Regions from separate parts of the Mus musculus genome. Here all the other regions are linked to region 3. The links are chromatin contacts, called in public HiChIP or PLAC-seq maps. All regions are on one chromosome and are shown on one strand. Each heading gives the region's core, a stretch centred on a gene start, on an enhancer-like site or on the middle of the called end of the contact. The rest is flanking DNA. Distances are from core to core; before and after follow the strand shown. Region 1 has its middle 32 kb from the start of Dab2ip. Region 2 overlaps Dab2ip (disabled 2 interacting protein). Region 3 overlaps Ttll11 (tubulin tyrosine ligase-like family, member 11).

What was found. HiChIP or PLAC-seq counts read pairs in DNA pulled down with a chosen protein or histone mark.
Region 1: a contact with region 3 is called in a FOXA1 HiChIP or PLAC-seq map of pancreatic cancer cells. The contact joins two enhancer-like sites. A contact is called at or near these places in 1 of 15 datasets of contacts at CTCF or cohesin (the NIH/3T3 cell line), 1 of 484 Hi-C or Micro-C datasets (bone marrow-derived macrophages), 10 of 115 datasets of contacts at active chromatin or transcription factors (astrocytes, embryonic basal ganglia, embryonic forebrain and 5 more) and 1 of 9 other capture datasets (embryonic stem cells).
Region 2: a contact with region 3 is called in an H3K4me3 HiChIP or PLAC-seq map of the SCID.adh cell line, with 9 read pairs. The contact joins two enhancer-like sites. A contact is called at or near these places in 1 of 39 promoter capture datasets (the 3T3-L1 cell line), 2 of 15 datasets of contacts at CTCF or cohesin (large pre-B cells and pro-B cells), 15 of 484 Hi-C or Micro-C datasets (the BV-2 cell line, bone marrow, bone marrow-derived macrophages and 11 more), 9 of 115 datasets of contacts at active chromatin or transcription factors (the SCID.adh cell line, embryonic basal ganglia, embryonic forebrain and 5 more) and 2 of 9 other capture datasets (embryonic stem cells and liver).

The regions. Positions count from the first base shown.
Region 1 is chr2:35,588,058-35,592,855 of GRCm38.p6, forward strand. It overlaps a transcript of Dab2ip not described here. Among named protein-coding and RNA genes, the nearest start is that of Dab2ip, 32 kb to the right of the region's middle. Within about 2 kb of position 1,989, at least 60 of the 459 cell types and tissues checked have an H3K27ac peak or open chromatin away from gene starts, as enhancers often do. A contact at or near this core is called in pancreatic cancer cells, where this site is marked.
Region 2 is chr2:35,647,405-35,651,675 of GRCm38.p6, forward strand. All of the region lies in intron 2 of Dab2ip (disabled 2 interacting protein), which reads left to right. Among named protein-coding and RNA genes, the nearest start is that of Dab2ip, 28 kb to the left of the region's middle. Within about 2 kb of position 2,492, at least 9 of the 459 cell types and tissues checked have an H3K27ac peak or open chromatin away from gene starts, as enhancers often do. A contact at or near this core is called in the SCID.adh cell line, where this site is marked.
Region 3 is chr2:35,829,812-35,834,519 of GRCm38.p6, forward strand. All of the region lies in intron 6 of Ttll11 (tubulin tyrosine ligase-like family, member 11), which reads right to left. Among named protein-coding and RNA genes, the nearest start is that of Gm10829, 9.3 kb to the right of the region's middle. Within about 2 kb of position 3,095, at least 93 of the 459 cell types and tissues checked have an H3K27ac peak or open chromatin away from gene starts, as enhancers often do. A contact at or near this core is called in the SCID.adh cell line and pancreatic cancer cells, where this site is marked.

The sequences.
Region 1 (4,798 bases), core at 739-3,238, 240 kb before region 3:
ATATTTGCTAATGAATGTTCCTTTCAGATGCCTTCCCAGTTTATCTGCCTTTGCTCCCACAGAGCCAGTTCCCTGTGGTAGAGGTGCCTCAGCTTTGACCCCTGGAGGTGAGCTCTAGCGGGGCTCACTTATTTGAGAAGGGCCAGGGCCAGGAGAGGGCACTGGGTGAGGGGCTAAGGAGAGGAACGAGTGTGGCCTTTCTCAGCATTTGCTGTGATCACATCTGGCTATCCTGGAAAATACATGACAACCGTGTCCACAAGCAAACCGTTATTTCTGGGAGCTGTGGAGACCCGGCCAGACATAGTGGAAGCTGGCAGTGGTTGGAGCGGAGACCTCAGGGCCTTTCCCGGCAGAGGGACCGCCATCAGCCATCAACACTGGCTGGCGCTACTTCCAGGAGGAGAACATTCTTAAAAGGCCCTGTCACCCCCTGATAGGAATTGGCGGGGTGTGTGAGGGATTTGTTTTTCGGTCAGGATGTGGGGAGTTAAAAATAGTCCTTGTAATCCCTTGGGTTCGAGTCACACTTGAAGCCCTGCAGAGCCCTCTGGCTCCATTATCTCCCTTGAGTGGCTCTGCGGCTGCTGCTGAAGTGGGTGGGGGCTGGGCTGCCTGCTCTCCTGAGTACACAGAGGGAAGGTGCACCCAGTGTCTGGCTGCACCCAGACACTGCATCCAGAATCCACGCAGGTCCCCAGCCTCATTTATCTGCGTTCTAAGGAACCCAGGGCAAGTCACAGACTGAGGAGGGGATGGGGGTCAGGCAGACTTTTCAGCCAAGTGCTAAAGGTGGCAGGAGGGCCAGTGATGAGTCTAGGCTCCAGGGGAAAAGGCTGCAGGCCAGAGAACAGCAGAAAGCTGTGTCCTGCTAGGTCAGGGAACCGGGAGGTGGTGACGCGTCTGAGGCAGAGAAGTGTCATGAGGACCCCAAATTGGGGACCTTCAGTGATGTAATAAGGATTGGGGGTTAGGGGTTGCAAGTTCACACCTGCGACCTCAAAACTCAGGAGGCTGAGGAAAGGCACCATATGAGTCCCAGGCCAGCCTGAGTGAGAGGAGACCCTGTTTTTAAAACAAAGCAAACCCAGAGGGATTGTGAATATGATTTCATGGACGACGGGGAGCCTTTGAGGGTCACAGAGCATGGCGGTGCCCTGATCTGTAAGGAACACAGTGCTTCTTCTGTCTTTGGTATAGGCACTCTTCTAAGGTTGACTGTATGAAAGTCTGCTCACATCCCACATCTCCTTACATCAGGAGACCTCGTTTTCCGCTGCCTGTGAAGTCTAGGAAGAGCCAGCTTTGGGGAAAGCCGGCACAGAAAGAGTTTCTCGGCTCTTTCTAGTTTTTAAAGTAGGTGGTCTAGGTTGTCCATCTCCACTCTCAGAGGTGAGAGAAGGGAAGCCATCAGGGATGAGGCTGTATCCAGAGGCGTTCTCTCCTGGCCTGACTCTGGGGGACCTCTGCCGGACTCCCGTGTGACAGGCTTCCAGCCTCGAATCCTAGCTTGTTTAACTTCCCCTTTCCCCGCCGCCTTCTCCAGGCTGCCTGCCCAATCCCCTCCTTCAACACTAGTTTCTACTTCTCAGTACCTGCATGAGCTCAGCGTCTTCCAGCTCAGCCGTGGTCACAGATGAGCAGGATCTGAGCGGATGGGCCACCAGAAGCAGTTGGTACCCACTTATCCTTACCACTGTGATCAGAGGCCAGGCTAGCCTGAAACTTCACTAAGTTCATGTCTGAACTGGAATTCAACTCCTGCCCTCCAGGCCCCTGTTGGCCCTTGGCTGCAAGGCCTCCCTGCTTGGCAGGACCATCCTAATCTCAGCAACAGGAGCTGGGGATCCCCACCTCTGGAAGCACCCTGGTTTTGCATCGTGACTCCTTCTGGGGCTAGAAGCCAAGTCTCTGGGTTCCCAGAGAGGGCTCCTGGCGTCAGTGTGGCTTAGTCACAGGCGTGAGCTCACCGCTCACCTCTGGACTGGGGATGATGCCAAGGTTTGGGAACTTCCACTGTGAGCCTCTTACTGGGGTGTGTGTGTGTGTGTGTGTGTGTAGAACAACAAACCTGTTGGTTGGGACTTTGTACTCAGCCTATGAGCTGTAGGCCTAGGGAACCCACTGAAGCATAATAAATATTTGGGCTATGCTTTCTCATAGCTTCCCTGTAGAGGGGCAGGGGCTCTGTGTCAAGAAACGGATTAGATCAGACCTGGAACCCAATGTCAACACTTGCTGTGCCTCGTGCTGGCTGTCTGAGCCCAGGCAAGGCACCCGACCTCTCTGAGCTATAATACAAATAACTACCAGCTGCTCACACTTTCTGAGCACTTCCTACGGGCCGGACACTAGGTTTCCTAAGTATCAGCTCATTGGGTCTCAAACAGACTGAGAGATCTTTGGGACTTGCTCAAGGTCGCCAGGTGGAGAAGTGCCAGGGCAGGATTTGAATACAGGTCTTTGTGACGCCACAGCTTACAGCATAAGGCTGTGTCCTGTCCATCCAATAGCTGTGTGATGGCCTCACGAGGGACTGTGAAAGGAGAAATAGAGGTAGCAAGCAGGGCAGGGTGAGCAGGGAGTCCCTTCTCTCAGTAGTCGCTTTCTCTGCTTCCGGCCTCTTGACACTGTCCTTGAGCAGCCAGGGTGGGAACAGAGGAGAATGAGTGGGTCAGCCCCAAGCCCCTCTCTTGTCTGTCGGTAGCTTGCTGGCTCTGGGGACAGTTGGTGTCAATCCCTTACCTGTCTCTGTACCCAGCACTCAGGAAGGTACTGCGTTTTCCATGGACTAAGGTGTTAATTTGAGTTTGGAATGAGCTCTGTGACAGTCCTTGGGTGCTTTTTGTCCCCACAAAGGAGTCTGGGGAGTACTCAAAGGTGCCACCAGGGACTGGGAATGGAGGGTGGTCAGGGTTTGTTCCTGGATTTGCAGCTTGTGCTGACCTCACCCCTCACTTCCCTCCTCAGTAGCCATCTAGAAACTAGGGACAGCCTGGCCTATTTGTGGGGCGATTGTTAGGTTCGAAGTAGACATGGAGAGAACACAGTGTACTGTGCACAGTATAAGCATGTGACTGTGATGGACATCAGGGCCTCTGTCCCTGCTTGCTCTTCCCCAGGGACGTTTTTATTTTAAAGAAGATGTCTTAGCAGTTATAGGATACTCTAGCCAACGCCTCTTTCCCATACTTTTTGCCCCCCTACGCCAACCCCCAGCAAAGTTCTGGGCAGGACCCTCTGAGTTTGAAAGATTTTATTTTTTTAAATATAATATTCATTTTCTTTTAGGTTATACATGGGTTGGTTGGGGTAGGGTTAAGTTAGCCCAACTAAATGATCTGTGAATGTGGGTTTTCAAGGGAATGAATTTGGTGCGGAGAGAAGGGGGTTAACAAAGGTTCTTTAAGGAGCTTGAAGTTCGGGAGCCTGTGTCCACCTTTGCCCCTGTCGGCTGTGAGGGAAGGCACCATGTATGTGTGGGTTGAAGACCACCAGCTGTGAGGAAGAGGTGGGCGGAGGTTTGGCTCTCCTCTTTCTCTTTTCCCCTTTATAGAGAGAGCATGCTCTGCCTGTAGAGGGCCTTGTGGTTGGTGTAGACAGTGGGGCAGGGAGGTCGGGGGGCTTCCCAGAGGATGACGGCCTTAAGCCATGCCAAGACCTGTGCTAAAACTGCAGCACGTAGGCTTGTCCAAAATCGTATTTCCCAGTTTGCCTGGACTCAGCCACCCCTCAGCTGTGAGTGCTGGGATAAGGAGACCCCCAGGCCTGGCCTGACCAGGGACACCTTGAGGAGCCCAGGAGGCCTTAAATCCTGCCACATTTTTCTGCTTGACTCCAGACAGCCAGAGAGCCCACTTTATCTTAGTCACGCTCTGAGGACCGGAGCGGAGGGACAGGAAGGATCCTGCAGGCTCCTGTGTGCTCCTGTGTGCCCGCAGGCAGGTCCATTTGACACCTCTGCCTCAGTTTCCCTCAAATGGCCTCACTTTCATCACTAAGTTGTTTTGAGGTTTAGGTGAGGTAAGGCTTGCAAAGTGCTTATCAGGGCTGGCCTGGGTAATTATAAACCACCCTGGAGGGGACACACCTCAGCCCCCGCCTCTGTCCGTCCTCCTCTCTCCCAGAGTTCCTGTTTGTTGTTGACATCTGCTTCACCCACGGCTGTGATTTAGAGTATTTATATCCTTGCTGGAATTTCTCTTCGCATTGTCTACTTAATTACCTAATTGAATTAAGGCACATAATTTTGCTTCCTTTCCAGTACAGGGACAGGAAAGGGTCTGGTGACTTCTTCCTTCTAATGGAAGTGACTGTCGGTGTCATATTTGGGATGATAGGGTGACACCCCCCCGCCCTGCCTCCCCAGGTCCGTGTCCATCTACAACAGCACAGCTCCCAGGCCCTGTGAATCACAGCAGCCGTGCACTGGGAAAGCATCAGTCTAGCTGAGAGCATTGATGGGTTCAGCCACGCGTCTCTTTCAGTGCCAGCTTCCCATTTGGGCTTTCATGCTCACTCATGGATGGATCATAGAGAAGGCGCCTTATAAATACTTAAAACGAGTGACCTATGCAGATATTTGGAAAGTGCTGCTCAGTGGGGATATAAATTAAAAATCAAGCAGGCTTCAAATGGCAGGGGATCGGTGACTCCTGTCCATCCTGATGGTGTTGGTGGCTCTAGCTCCCTCTCTGCATCATGACTGGGGGTGGTGGTAGAGGGATGCAGGGGTTAAGTGCATTAGTCTGAAATTGTACTGGAATCCTGAGTCTCTGCTCTGCCACTTAGCACTTGT
Region 2 (4,271 bases), core at 1,242-3,741, 180 kb before region 3:
TTTTGCCTGGGGGAGGCAGGTGAGATACCACAGGCTGTAATGAACCTGCCACTGTTGCTGCCATTGCAAACCTGGGTGACAGGATGTCACCATCTTTCACAGAAGGTGCCCTGTGGGAGATTGTGTGTCAGAGTAGATGGTCTCAAGGACTAGCAGAGGACTGGATCTGACAGAGGTCCCACCCAGCTGAGAGTGGATCTCCAGTTTGGGTTGTGTGTTCCCTCCCAGGGTTCTCACTCGTTCTGTGAGGCGCTATCCCCACGGCTGTTTCATAGGGCATGGGTGGCTAAGTGGGACATGGGTGACAGCCTCTTAGAGTGTGGGGCTAGAGAGAGCCTCAGTATTTTTCTTTGTGTGAAATGAAGATGATGGCCCTGTGCTTAATATTCTAATGTGGCTTCAAGGCCTGGTGCCAGCTTTGTGACTTGATCGAGTTGCGGGTCCTCCCTGTTCTCCTGCATGGCTTCCACTCTCAGTTGCAGTGAGCATGGGGCTGTGGCTCCCCAGGGGACCTGGGATAAAGATCCCATAGGGAAGGGGCTGAGAGTAGGTGACCACAGTGGCCTGTTTCTCTCTGGGAGGTGTTTGGGATTCCCACCCAGGTCTGCCTTCTCTGTACTGGGAAGGGGGAAGACAAAGATGAAAGGCCATGTAGGTGGTGGGGTTTACAGGTGTAGGGTCAACCCAAGCCAAGCCCTCCTGGGCCACAGTCTCCTAGTGTGTTCCCAAGAATCAGGCTGACCGGAGACAAGGAAATGCTGATAGCTGTGGTACCCTGGATGGCCCATTGGCCTTTTCCATCTCTAGGTGTGGGCTCAGTCCTTCCTCCTTCCTCTGTCCACCTAGGCATTGACCTTGAGCAGTCTAGCAGGGTTGGGGTGGGAGGTGGCAGAGGGTCTGGGAAATGAAACATGGAAGCCAGTTGATCCCTCCTTGGGAAGTTGAAAGTGGAGACTTTGAAGGTTCGGCTGAAATTAGGTCTCAGGGCTATATTTTGTGAGATGGAGAAGTGTCAGAGAGGAAGGCTGGGGGTGGGGGAACTGCAGAAGCTGCAGATAAACGTGGCATTGTGTTGAGCGTGGATGCTTCTAGAAGCAGGTCTTCTTGGTTCACTTTCACTAGTGTTGGGCTGTGCACAAACTGTGTTTCTGATTCAGGGACGGTGCCTGGGGTGCTGTGGGAACCCAGAATGAAGGCTCTCTGGCTAAAAGAAGATGAGAGAATTCTTACAGTGGGGACCTTTATGACTGGGTTTTAAGGGACATGCAGGAGTTTCTCAACAAAAGAGACAATAGTTAGAGGAAGATAGACCCAAACAGGAACAGACCAATGGTCCCGAGTGACGTGCTGGAAGCAGGAAGGAAAAGCTGAGGGAGAAGAAATGTGAGGGGCGTTAGTGGGAGCACAGAAGCCTTTGTACTTTGTACCCACTTGAGGTTTTCAGCTGTTCTGTCCTCTCCCTACCGTAGTCTCCCTATGTGTGAACAGGCGAGTAGAAGGTGGATGAGGTGGCCGAAGGATCTACCAATCTGGCCATGTGTGCCTTCTGCAGAAGGAGGCCCTTTTCTAGAGAGGGACTGTTTTAGGTAGGTTTTGGTCAGACCACCAGATGCAGGAGTTGTTCAGGATGTGCAGGTCTAGGGGGCAGCAACAATCTCCTGGCTGAATGAACAGGATTTGTGCTTATTCGGGGAGTCAGGGTGCCATTCAGGATGGGTTAAAGGATCAAGCCAACTGCTCTTCTCACCTAAGCCTTGATCCCCTGAGCTTACATGCCCTTGTGGGAGCCTGCTTGGTCAGTTACAGGAAGCACTAGCCCAGCCTGGGCAGCTTGGATAGGGACATGGAGAGGAAAGAAAGGGAACAAACACAGCTCTGCACACCTTCTTTGCAGCTCTAGAACCTTCCAGAGTGTCCCTTGGTCTCTGCCGGGGCCTCCCTTATGACCGTGAGGGTGTGAAGACTGCTTCTTGGGCTGTGTCACAGGCTCCTTACAGGCGTTCTCATTCAGGGTGGCATTCTGGGTTCAGTGAAGGGGAGGTGGAATGGTGTGAGGCTTTTCCTCTCGACCTGTGCTCCAGGGAGACAGTGCTGACGTCTCCCCACAGAGCACCTGGGAGGGCCACTGCTCCCCTCTGTGGGTAAGTCACCTGTCTCCAGACCTCTTTCTTCATCTCCAAACAGGGCAGCTGTGAGGGCTTCAAAGCCTGCAGGTAGGCGGTTAGCCGGTGTCTAACCCTGCTGCTTGTGTTTCAGGGTCCACCCTTCCCATACTTTGCCCAGAACCCCAGGTAGCGGGGCCTATTTCTCCCCCTTCACACTGTCCCTTACTGCCCCAAAGCAACAGCATCCCTGATAGAGCTCTGAGGTGCAGCTGGGACTAGGAGTTGGAGAGAGATGAGAGAGTGAGAGGCTTAGGAAACCAGAGCTAGTGTTCTAAGGGGACAGTAGCATGGGTAGAGCTGGCCTGTCTGCAGGCTGTTTTCTCACCAGCGGGAGGCAGCAGAGGGCAGCGAGTGGACATCTGGGTGGCTCTTAGTGAGAGCTGAGGTCTTAGTTTGTACCCCTGACCACAGGGAGCCATTGAGTTATGGAGGCTGCAGGATGATCTGTGGTGACAGTAACACTGGTCAGGGAACATCCGGTTGACCAATGACAGTTGGGGCTGGCTGAGCTGGCTTGGCCCGATTTCTTCAGAGAGCTGGATCTCTACTGTGGCCCTTGGGGTCATTGGAGGACCAAGGTTTGGGGCCACAGCAGGCTTGTATCAGGAGAGGCTCAGGGTGAAAGGCTAGTGTGTGAGCTGACAAGTAGGGTTAGGGCCCTGAAGTCACCAGGCTGGGCCTACTAAATGGTTAGACCCTGCCATACTGAATTGCCTAGAGGTTCCTTGGGCCCCTTGTTAGCTTCTCCACCACTTTGGGAGGGAATAGGGGGGCATTCCAGGTGAGGCAGATGGTGGGTCAGGTTCTCTGCACGGGGTTCCAAGCTCAGCATGGCTGACTATACTGACTGTGGTGACATGGTAGAGGATCATAAACCTGTTCTTGGCAGGTCCATGAGGCAGACTGCAGTGGTGTTCATTTCCTCCTTACAGTTCCAGGCCACACACACTTTGCTTTCTAAGATGACTACATTGAGCAGAGTGGAAGGGCCCGCTGAAGCTCCTTCCTCCAGCACTTGGATGTGGAAGGAGTCATGGACCTTAATGGCTTGCCTGTGGCCAGTCTGTGCTAGCCAGTATCATTTTTTAGTCCCCTCCTTATGGATGAGGAATGATAGACTCAGAGAGGGGGCACACTGTGCTGGGTCACACAGTAAGGGCCAGAGCTGACATCGGAATCCATGCTCCCCTCTCCCGCTTTCCCTTGCTCAACACAGTGCCTGAGAGGTTATTTCTTTGTACCCAACCTGTGGTCCTGCAGGCCCTATCCCCTTCCTGGATCAGGAGCCTGGACAGAGGTAAGGTTCAGATGCCGCCTTCCTGTTTCCACTTTCTTGCTCTCTGTGTGTATGTGTTTGTGTGTGTGTGCACATGTGTGTATCCATTAGTGTTTGTGTGTGTGCACAAGTGTGTATATGTTAGTATTTGTCTGTGTGCACATGTGTGTATCCATTAGTGTTTGTGTGTGTGCACATGTGTGTATCCATTAGTGTTTGTTTGTGTGTGTGCACATGTGTGTATCCATTAGTGTTTGTTTGTGTGCACATGTGTGTTGACTTTGAGGTCCCTTCTCAGCTTCTCTCCCTCTCTCTCCCTCTCTCCCCTCACTTCCTCTCCCTGAGACACAGGCTCTCTCACTATTAGCCTAGAGTTCACTGGTGTCTAGGTTCACTGACCAGACCTTGGGCTCCTGGTCTTCTGCCTCCCCTCTTAAGTGCTAAGAGGACAGGCATACACCATCATGCCTGGCTTATACCGTGCTGGGAATCAAGCTTAAGACTGTGTGTAGGCTGGGCAAGCACTGTACCACTGAACCACATCACCCTCCACCCCTCATTCCCTCACATTTTCCTGCTGTGAATACAAAGTGATCACATGGCACTGGGGTTGGATTACAGATGTAATTACATGTGAGTTCTTGGGCAGGGATTGTTTCTGAAGCCAGGAGGCCTTCTGTGGAGGTGGCAGATACTGACATCTGTTTCGTACACAAGTCTAACGTCTCGATGAATAACTGCCTGTGGATTGCTTAGAGAACATCTTAGAGAAGCCACACCCCTCCCCCGCCCTAGTGCCTCAGATGGCCTCTAGTGGGAGCAGGTGGCTC
Region 3 (4,708 bases), core at 1,845-4,344:
AGGGGTCACAGGGATGGGGAGGACTCGTGGCTCACAGAGAGTATCATGGAAAGTTTCCTAGAGGAGTAAGAGCTGCATGCCAGGCAGGTGGGAAGACAGGAATGCACAGACTCCAGGCAAAGGACCCTGCAAAAGGGAACTGATAGGGGTGCAGGAGGGAAGGTGTGTTTTAGAAGTTCAGGTGATAGGGATGGAGCCTAAGGCATGTGGAAGGGCAATGGGAACAGGGAAGAAGGTCCTGGCAAATACTCCCCACAGGAGCAGAGACATAGCTTGTCTCAGAACTCAGGTACCCAAGAACCTCCCCTTCTGTGTGGAACAGTCTGAAGAAACAGGAGCCAGAGAGAGTCCAGACATGGAAGCTCACCTACTAAGGTCAATGTCCGCATGGGAAACAAGGGCCACCAAGAGCCTTTCAAGCCCTACATATTCTCACTTTACCGACCCTCTAATAAGTGTGCTGAATTGGCTTTCAGATACACTGAAAATTAGAAGGGAGGGGACAGGATATCACAGGCACATGATTTGCAGAGGAGGAAGAAACAGCTTCTAGCCAGAAAACAGAAAAGTAAGAAGAAAATAATCACTCGCAAAAGTCACGCTCTTCGAAGACACTGACAGAGAGCAGTCCCAAACCAGGTTGCGGAATCATCATTCAGACAAAAAGCCCCAAGATGGGTGTGGTGGCGTACACTTGTCCTCCCAGTGCTGAGAAGATGGGTGTAAAGGATGGGATGGAGCCCAGCCTGGATTGCATGGGAAGCCTCTGAAAGAAGAGAGCAGGGAAGAGAGAAAGGGAGGAAGGATGGAAGGGAAAGGAGGAGAAGGAAGAGTAGCAAACTCATGGAATGAGTAAATCTAGTAAGTAAAGATGCTTAGACACGTACACACAAGACCATTTAAAAAACAGAAAATACAAGGGCTCTCAAGTGTTTCTAACAATCAAAGACTCACCATGATGCTAAAAGCCAGTCTTGACCAAACTGAAAGTGCTCATGGATCTGCAGTTGACTGTTGGAAGGTGCTATAGTAATTGCTTAGACCCAACTGTCTTTTGAAAAAGAGAATCCCAGTGTAGGGAAGGGACTTTCCCAGAACCATGGGAAACGAGAGGAACAGAGTCAAAGAGCTGGGCCCAGGTCCTCTGGACCACCCATTCTAGATCATCTGGGAATGGCAGGCTTAGAGGTAGGTCCAAAGTACAGGCTGAGAAGGTTCCAAACACTAAGCTCTAGGTCGTGCCTCATCCTCCAGTGTGAGACCCAGGGCCATATGACCATTCCTGGTTTGTGTGGTTATACTCATTTGAATGGCTCTACAAGCCAGGTGGGGATTACCATGTGATGCACTGGTGCCTGGGACACTAGAGAAGAGAGGAAGAGACATGTCAGGTCCTGGTTGCTAGCAATGACTGCTAGCAACATCCCAGAGCCCTTTGCTGCTGGCCCAACAGTCAGTGAGATTTCCTAAGAGAGACTCTGAGTGGTAAGCAATACAGACAGGATTCTTTCCATGTGCATGCAAAGCCTCAGAGGGGGCTGGCTACATTGCCTACACAATAGAAATTTCAGATACAAAATCAGTACCACATGGTCTCTGTGCTTTGCAGATGCTGAACCTCACTCATAGCAGGTGTCCTGGGGCAGGGGTGGCAGTCAGGGGTGGGGTGGGGTGGAACAACACTTCGCTATTTGGTTTCTGCAAATGCAATTTGGTAAGTCTCTTGCATCATGGTTTTCCCTTGTTGAGAACATCTGGTATTTAGCTCTCACTGGGGCTTATCTACGGCGAGCTTCCAAACACTTCTCTATGTAACATTCTGCCACCCTGTATGTTGGCTTTAGAACCTTCCAGAGCCTTCACAGCTTCCTGTCAGATGAGTGTGGCAGTTTAGAAAGTGGTGCTACCATCACTGTGACTGCAGATAAGAGACCAACCCCAGCCACTTTCTTTAACACACATTTGTCCTCACCACAAAGGGCTGAGGGCTCCCGGAGAGAGTGACACTGAGCTGTCAAGACAGAAATGTTTGCGGAAAACATCTTTTCTGTCCACCCCCTTTTTCTAAAATAATACTTGCCTTATAAGTATTCTAACTATTTCTCTTATAAATGAGCATGTTTTGGGTTACATAGGAAAGAGCCTAGACATCTTTGATTGTCTCGGATATAATGACTGTTTTGATTAACGAGGCAACTTTACAATAGGAAAGAGGCAAACCACAAAATAAAACTCTGGCTAGCGCGTCTTGGTATTTCTGAAGAACGTGTGCCAGACTTGGTTGAGATCCTGAAATGGTCGCATGGGGCTGTGTTTTGTAATGAGGAGGGGAGCAGGTTTTTAAACCAAAAGATAGGTCCTAATTTGTGTATGACAGTAGGACCCTGTGTCCTCAACTCTACCCCTAGGTTCCCCTCAGCTCTACAGTTCAGCCAAAGCAAGCAAGTTCCTTCTGTAAGGGACATTGTCTGGTCTAGGGAAATATGGTACTGGACTCTGAGACTCACTGAAGAATCGTTCAGAACACTTCAGGTCATGTCCTCCAGGGATGTTTGCACATACCAAGAGATGTTCAACCCTCCAGGTTTTCTTCCTGTCCCCCTCACCAGGTGACAATATCATGCTGCTTACAATCCTCCAGTTCCCAGTCACCACGGTGTTCTCGTGTTCTCGCTGCCTTTCTGAGCAGAAGGCTGCTCAGAACTCCTCTCTCTGACCCACAGGCCAAGAAAAGCCTTGCTGTCACTGAGATCTAGATCTCTTCTGGGTCCACAAAGTGGTGGATATCCAGTGACTTTCTTAATTACGTGTATGCTTTAGGTGGGATAAGTTTCAGGCCTTTCTGTGACCTCCTCTGATTACCACGATGATGTTATGGGCAAGAAGTTATTTTCTTTATTTGGTAAACTAGGGATTTGAGGCTCAGAGAAATTAGTAAGATATGCCCAAGATTACAGGCAGAAAACAAAATAAAGAGCCAGGATTCGAGGCTAGCTGTCTCTGCCTCCCATGGTCTTCCTACCGTGCTCTGTAGACTTGGCTGAATTCCTTCCGTGTGTGTAATGTTTGATAAAGACTACATTGAACTGTGACCCGCCGGTCGCCCATTCTGCACTCATCCGGCTCAGCCCAGACAAGCAAGCAGGAGCAGGGGAAGCTTGCCTTCCAGGGCTCGTGATGATTTGTGGCGGGTGGCGTTCCTTCTCTCTTGTTTTTCTTGTGCTTTCCACAGTGTGGGGCCCAGCAGTAAGAATCTGGGAATCTTGCCTCTGAGTTCTGTTTTCTTGGACCAGTCTGACAAGTGATGGAAGTGCTTAGGGACCAGACCCGGCTGAATGAATGACTTCTATAAACTGTCCAGATCCTGCATTGGTGAGAGGACCAGGAGGTGAAGCCAAACCACACAGTCTACCACTGTCTCCTGCACCCTCATCTCTGCCACTTATCAGAGAAAACATAGAGCAGACACTATCTCTTTGAAGGGGTTTGAGTCCTAGAAAATATGAGCTAAATTTTAAGTACAATTTTAATTTTAATGAAAGCTTCAGGGAGTGCTGTTTGTTTGTGTTGCTTATCTTTCATACCTGGTGATTAAGTTAATTTATGCTTAATGGAAGAGGGTATCTCTAATCCCCAGACAGACTGAACATCTGTCTAGGACTGTGTTTCTGGAAGCCGTGAGCTGCTAGAGATGGATGCAATGAGACCAGGGCGTTGCTGAATAGACACCCGAAGGCTGTGCAAGGAGGACCAGGGACATCATCATGTCTGCCCAGTGCTTGTGCTGAAACCAAATCAACGTTCTGAGCATCTCGTCTGTCACTCCTTCAGTATCCTGCCTCCCGCTCTTTCATGTTATTCCCTGGATGGAGCTATGGAAAGGAAGTTGGGCTGCCGGGTATAGATCTACCATTAAAGCTAGCTACTCCCAAACCCCTCCCACATCTGTGCGTGTCTGCAGTCCCAGACGCTCCCACTTGCATGCACTCTCAGCTGGCTCTCCCAGGTCTGGAGGGAGCAATCATTCTCCTGCTTTACATTTTGGGAAACAAAGCCTCCAAAGGCTGAAGTAGCTTGCCTCAGAAACACAGCTTCTAAGCACCAAAGCTAGTATTGATCCAAATTCAGTCTGTTCTTGTTTTTACTCCCATAATAATGGATCAAACCACTTTGTCATGTGCTCTTGTAAATAAGGCTTCATTGGAACACAGCCACGTATATTTAAGCATTGTCTATAGTTACATTTCACATTGCAATGGCTGTCTCTTTGCTTCATGGCCACAATGATGTGAGTAGCTTTCTCTCTCACCACACCCTTCTCCCATAACTTTTCTGTCTCGTCACAGGTAGAAAAGCAATGTAGCTAGCCAACCACTGATTGAGACTTCTGAGACCATGAGCCAACTAAATTCTTCTTGTCTCTTCAACTATTCTATTACAGTGACAAGCTCATGACTAACACACCATCCCCACAGTGGCTCCATCATACAAGGGACCTGGGACAGAATGTGTGACTTATTCCCTCTCTAACACGTCAATCTCCCTGTAAACGATCCTTCCTCTCAGTCACAGAGCAGATGGCTGCTGGCAGAGGCATAGGATGGGCTGCACCACACATGAGACTAAATGTTCACACACCACAGTGAAGTGAAAAACACAAAAGGTGTGTGTGTGTGTGTGTGCGCGTGCGTGCTCGCGCACGCTCGCT